2 separate regions of the Ovis aries genome follow, and region 2 is linked to region 1. Evidence: chromatin contacts called from public Hi-C data. All regions are on one chromosome and are shown on one strand. The core of a region is the stretch at or near the end of the contact, and the rest is flanking DNA. Distances in the headings are between cores, read along the strand shown. Region 1 holds the start of BHLHE23 (basic helix-loop-helix family member e23). Region 2 holds the start of MRGBP (MRG domain binding protein).

Region 1 (2,788 bases), core at 235-2,734:
CCAGCCTCTATTTTGAAAATCGATCTCCTGGGTGCCTGTGGTTTCAATGACTACATATTCTGATGACATACCCACGGCCGCACAAATGCCTACCAGACACCCCTTGGTTGGTTCAAACGCTCCCACCCTCAGTTTATCCACTGAGCTTACCCTCCCCCTTAACCCCACCCCCAGCCCTGAGGCCCAGAGGCAGGAGGCCCTCAGCTCCCATCAGACCCCAGCACTCGCATGGGCCCGGGGGCATCAGTGGAGCTGGCCCGCCTCTGCTTACAACCCCTTTCACCCTGACCAGCTCTACCAGGCCGGGAGGGACGCCCAGAAGGAAGCCTCCCAAATCCCCTGAGGGCTGCGGTGCCGCGGTCTGCAGAAAGCGTTTCCCTGAGCTCCTTCTGGGTGGCCTCTGTCCTCCCAGCAAAGACCAAACTCCCCGCCAGGACCAGCCACGCGGGCCTCTGCCCCCACCCCCACTCCCGCCCTCTGCCGCCGCTCCAACAGCCTAGATGCGCCCTGCCCCTCAGGGTGCTTCCCCACCCCAGCTGCGGGGCGTCCCCCACTCGCTCTCCAGACTTCGGACCAGGAGGCAGTGCAGGGGCTCCTTGGAAAAGGCCTCCCCCAGACCCTCCTGGTCCTTCATTCGCAGCCGGACACGCAGGTAGGTGAGACCTACTCTCCTAAACATCAGCCCCAGGTTCCCTCCCCTCATCCGGGGGCCCAGAGAGCCGGTCTCTGATGTTCCCACGACGGATGATCCACGTGTTTGCGCCTGTCTCCTCGAACACTCCCATCCAGCACCGAAGTCCTGGAGAGCCAGCAGGCCCTGGAAGGGGCGCTGGGAGCGCCCAGTTTGCCCTTCGGGTTACCTGGCTGTGCGGTGCTACTCGGACGCCCACCCGGGAGGAGCGCCCCAGGCGTACGCCCGGCACCTGATGCGGACTCGGCTGGTCGATCTCCGTGGTGTTCTGCGCGCTCCCTGCTCTGATCCCTGCCTGCGCGACGCCGGACGTAGGTCCTGCAAATGGCACAGAAGAAGAGAAGGAGTCGGACTGAGACGGGTGCCCACGAGGGACAGGAGGGTACAGCGGCTGCACCCCCGGGGGCGGCAGGAGGCAGCGCGGAGAAGCGGGAACAGCGCTCCTAGGCCCCACCGTGTCCACCACTGTCTCCAACCAGACCCCCGGCTCCCTCATCCCGGCGGCTCCCCCATCCTTGGCCGTCGGTCTGCGCCGCCTAAGCGGCCGGGCTCCGGAAAGAGGCGGTCACCAGGTCCCCTCTGATTGGACGGCTGCGAAGTCCCAGCGGGCGCCTCCGCACCTTAAAGGGGGAGTGGCGGCGCGAGTGGGAGGTAAAGCGCTCCCCAGCCCAGCCCAGCGCGCGGCGGCGAGAGGTGGGGGTGGGGTGGGGAGCAGTAGGAGAGAAAGAGACGGAATAGGAGGGGGAGGGGAGAAGGGGGAGGGGAGGCGACCAGGAGGCGGGGCCGAGGCCCTGGGAGGCTCGGGGACTGACTGACTGCCGGACGGACGCGCGAGCCGGGAACCGGACCGAGGCGGCGCCAGCGGCCAGCGCGAGCGCGGACCCTGGGGCGGCACGGCCTGGGCCGTGGGAGCACCTGCCCGCCCGGCGGGCCCTCGGGCCCAGAGGCGCGGCCATGGCAGAGCTCAAGTCGCTGTCGGGGGACGCGTACCTGGAACTGAGCCACGGCTACGCGGCGGCGGGCCTCGCCTACGGGCCGGCCCGGGGGCCCGAGGCGGCCCGCTGCTACGGCATGCCGGGCACGGGAGGTGACCTCCCCGCGGCGTCCGCGCCCCGAGCCCCGGCCGCGGCAGCCGAGAGCAGCGGCGAGCAGAGCGGGGACGAGGACGACGCCTTCGAGCGGCGGAGGCGGCGGCGCGGGCCGGGGAGCGCGGCGGACGGACGGCGGCGGCCCCGGGAGCAGCGGTCGCTGCGGCTGAGCATCAACGCCCGGGAGCGCCGGCGGATGCACGACCTGAACGACGCCCTGGACGGTCTGCGCGCGGTGATCCCCTACGCGCACAGCCCGTCGGTGCGCAAGCTCTCCAAGATCGCCACGCTGCTGCTCGCCAAGAATTACATCCTCATGCAAGCGCAGGCCCTGGACGAGATGCGGCGCCTCGTGGCCTACCTCAACCACGGCCAGGGCTTGGCCGCGCCGGTGGCCGCCGCGCCCTTGGCGCCCTTCGGCCAGGCTGCAGTGTACCCCTTCTCTGCCAGCGCCGCGCTGCCCTGTCCAGACAAGTGCGCCGCCTTCTCCGGGACGCCCTCGGCGCTTTGCAAACACTGTAACGAGAAGCCCTAAGGGCCCTGGGCCGTCCCTCCTTCCGCACGCGTCCTTCATTTTACCTTTCCCCCATGACTGCCACCCTCCCCCACTGGACTGCGCTCACGGGGAGAAGACGGCCGCACCTCGCTTCCAGTCTTTATGCGCTGAGCAGTTGGGCCGGCGGAACAGAAGAGCAAAGCCCAGCCGGGAGTGGGACTGAACTGGACAACGGGGTGCTGGAATCCAGGTCGTAGAGCCTGCAGCGCCCCTGGGCACTCTCCGGACGTCGCCAGCCATCGATCCTGAACAGGACGGGGCTGACCAACCGTGTTTGTCTGGGTGCCACCGCTCAGCCTCGAAAAGAAACCCGGGGTTGCAGTGGGAACAGGGGTTGGCGCTATCCCCGCGCGGGTGATCCTCGCCAGAGCCACCTATGGGCTCGCAGAGCGCAGGGAAGGAGGGTAGCCCGGGTCCCGGCCCTCTCAGGGCGCGTATTTGGCCTGCGTCGGC
Region 2 (2,829 bases), core at 312-2,811, 160 kb after region 1:
GGGTCTGAGCTTCACTTAGAAGCTCAGGGTGGGAGGGAGGGAGGAGGGAGGGGCACAGGGTGGGGTGCGGGTGCAGCCCCGAGTCCTGACGCCTGCTGCCACAGGGCCCTGACTCCTGCTGTTCCTCTGCAGGGAACACCCACCTGTCTTTTCTGCTGTCCTGGTTACCAAGTTGACCTGCTCTCCCTCAGACCCAGCATCTGGGGGTTCCCTGAGGGTGGTCTTCCCTGAGGGTTGGCCTAGTTCTCACAGAAACCACCATGTTCATCTCAATGTGACTCAGACCCGGTCACCTCCCTGCTTATAGCACTCGGGAGTTTTCCACAGGACTGACAACCTAAGAGCCCCCTCCCACACAGGCCTCAGCTCCCTAGTTATCTCCTGGAAAGATCTTAACTGAACCTCGACTCCCCCCCAAAATCTAAGGTAGATTCAGTGCAATAACTAGCTACTGTCACCAAGCTTGTGTTTTCATAAAACTACCCAGAGCTATCTTGTTTAACAACTGGTCACCTGTGGGACATCCTGGATGTCAAGGTAGGACGTGGTTGGTGGTGGGGGGTGGGGGGGGTGGGGACAAAGGCAGGGTAGGCGGTGTGGAGGGGGCTCCCTGCCAGCAGCTCTGTCTGCGGGGGTCCAGCTCACCAGTGCCTGCATGTCATACATGGTGCTCAGGTGGTCCCAGATGACCTTGGATGGGACCTGCCGACCGATGTTCTGGCTGAACTTGTCTCGGATACAGATCATGTGGAAGTGCCGGTTCACCCCTGCAGAAGGAAGGGGTCGGCTTGTGGGGGAGGGGTAGGCCAGCTGGTAGGGTAGCGAAGAGGTAGGGGGCAAGGGGGAGAGAGCGGGCAGTGGTTGCAAGGGTGTAGGGAGGCAAAGGTGGAGGGTGGAAGAGGTAGGAGGTGCAGCGGAGAGAGGTGGGAGAGGAAAAGGCAGGGGTGTGCAGCGGAGGTGTAACGAGGGCACAGGGGTGGGGGTGCACGTGAGGGCTGGAGTCAGCCGGGATGGGTGGCTGGGCACAGGAAGGGGGCAGAGTCGGGTGGGGGTAGGGTATAGAAGGGGGCAGCGTGGGCAGGAGTGGGGGACTGCTGGAGGAAGCATGGATGGGGTGCGCAGGTGGGGGCAGGGTGCGCAGGTGAGGGCACGGTCGGCGGGGTGCAAGCGCAGGAGGCCCCGCCCAGCGCGCGTCCCCGACCGTTGCCGGCCGCCCCGCCCCCACGCGGGTGGGCCGCCCCGGCGCGGCGCTCTGCTCACCGACGGGCTTGTGGCCCAGCATGGCGTGGAAGAGGCACACCTCCACCTCGGGGCTCCACACCACCGTCTCCTCGGCCGGGCTGGTGGCAGCCTCCCCAGGGCCCTTGTCGCCGGCCGCGCCGCCGCCGCCCACCTCGGCCTCCCCCATGGCCCCGCCGCCCAGCGACGAGCCCCGGGCGGGAGCGGGCACGGCCACGAGCTCCGCGCAGGCGCACTCGCGGCGTGGGCGCGCGCTCGACGGGCTCGCTCTCGGACTCTCCCGCGGCGCAGGCGCAGGCGCAGCTGAGCGCTGGGTCGCCGCGCCCCCAGGCGGCACGGTCTCGCGGCGCAGCGCCGGCAGAGCAGGCGGATCAGGCGAAGGAGTGGGTTTGCGTAGATGGATGGAAATGCCCTAAATTAGATTGTGCCCGTAGCTGCACAGCTCGGGGTAAACCCCGCTGAACTCTGCGCTTACGATGGCGGGATTGCAAGCTGCACCTCAGTAAGAAGCAAAGAAGAAAAAGAACAGGCGACCTACAGTTCCTGCGAGTGGGGGCTCCAAGGGCTTCCACTGCCTCCAGCTGACCCTTGGCCTGAGCGCTGCACAGAGAGGCTCCTGCACACCGGGGCAGGGACGTCGGGGTACAGCCTTCCCGCCTGGGGCCTCCAGGGTGACCAGCATTGGGCCCTGGGGGTTAACCCTGGTCGGGAGGGGCGGGGCCAATGGGGCGGCCGGCCTGGGCAGTCAGGTGACAAGCTCAAAGCTGCGCCCAATCAAGACCGCCGGCTCCTCCCCGCCCCGCCCCGCCCCATCCCCGCCCCCGAGGGCTTCTCCCCGGCCCTTCTCCGTCAGGCCACGCCCACGCGGTGCTCCGGGCGGTTACCCAAGGCGAGGAGCGCTCTTGCTCTTCGTCTCCCCCTGGGTGTAGACATAGGGTCGGCCTTCCGGGTCCCTTTCTGGCTCTGCGGCTTGCCAGCCGTGTGAGCCAGGCAAAACGCTGAGCCTCTCCAGGCCGCAGGTGTCCTCCTTGCAGTGCAACTAACGGCGGCGCCTTATCCTGGGGTGCCCTGGGCACACGCTCGCGCTTCTTAGCCGGCATTCGGAACCGCTCTGGCCAGCCTCACCCCCGGAACAGTGGGGACTCAGTCTTGTCCTCCCTTGTGTGAAGAGCGCTGCTGGTGATGCCAGTCCCCACAGAGTGGGGACATGTGGCCCAGGGAGGATTTCAGTGACCCAGTGCCACCGGCTGTCCTGGAGCCACGATGTGGAGGGACATTGTGACTTTGCTGGGCCTGTGCTTCTTTCCTCTCTCTGACCCACAAGTGGGGCTCCCCTCAGGGCTTGCTGTGAGGTGGAATGGAGCACAGCCCAAAGCCACTTCACTCGGGCTCTGTCACACAGAAAGCACTAACAGACAGTGGCCCTCATCATTAATCTCCCTACACTTCCCAGACACTTCAGGGTCCCTGCTCCTCCACCAGGTCCACCTTCTGCTCATTCTATCCCCACCCAATTCCTGCCTTCTTCAATCTGGAGAGCCTCCTCCTCTAGGAAGCTACCCCTGATGCCCACAAGACAGCCTCAGCCCA

The links. Hi-C and Micro-C count contacts between places; a contact is called where the count stands out from the background.
Region 2: a contact with region 1 is called in a Hi-C map of hypothalamus, with 2.1 times the contacts expected there. The contact joins the promoter of MRGBP here to the promoter of BHLHE23 in region 1. A contact is called at or near these places in 4 of 16 Hi-C or Micro-C datasets (blood, hypothalamus, muscle and 1 more).

The regions. Positions count from the first base shown.
Region 1 is chr13:54,124,835-54,127,622 of ARS-UI_Ramb_v3.0, forward strand. It overlaps BHLHE23 (basic helix-loop-helix family member e23), which reads left to right and starts at 1,485. Exons shown (of 1, transcript XM_012189425.4): 1 at 1,485-2,788. The coding sequence starts at 1,646. The coding sequence ends at 2,314.
Region 2 is chr13:54,282,946-54,285,774 of ARS-UI_Ramb_v3.0, forward strand. MRGBP (MRG domain binding protein) reads right to left here and starts at 1,562. Exons shown (of 5, transcript XM_027976970.3): 1 at 1,261-1,562; 2 at 646-767. The coding sequence starts at 1,408.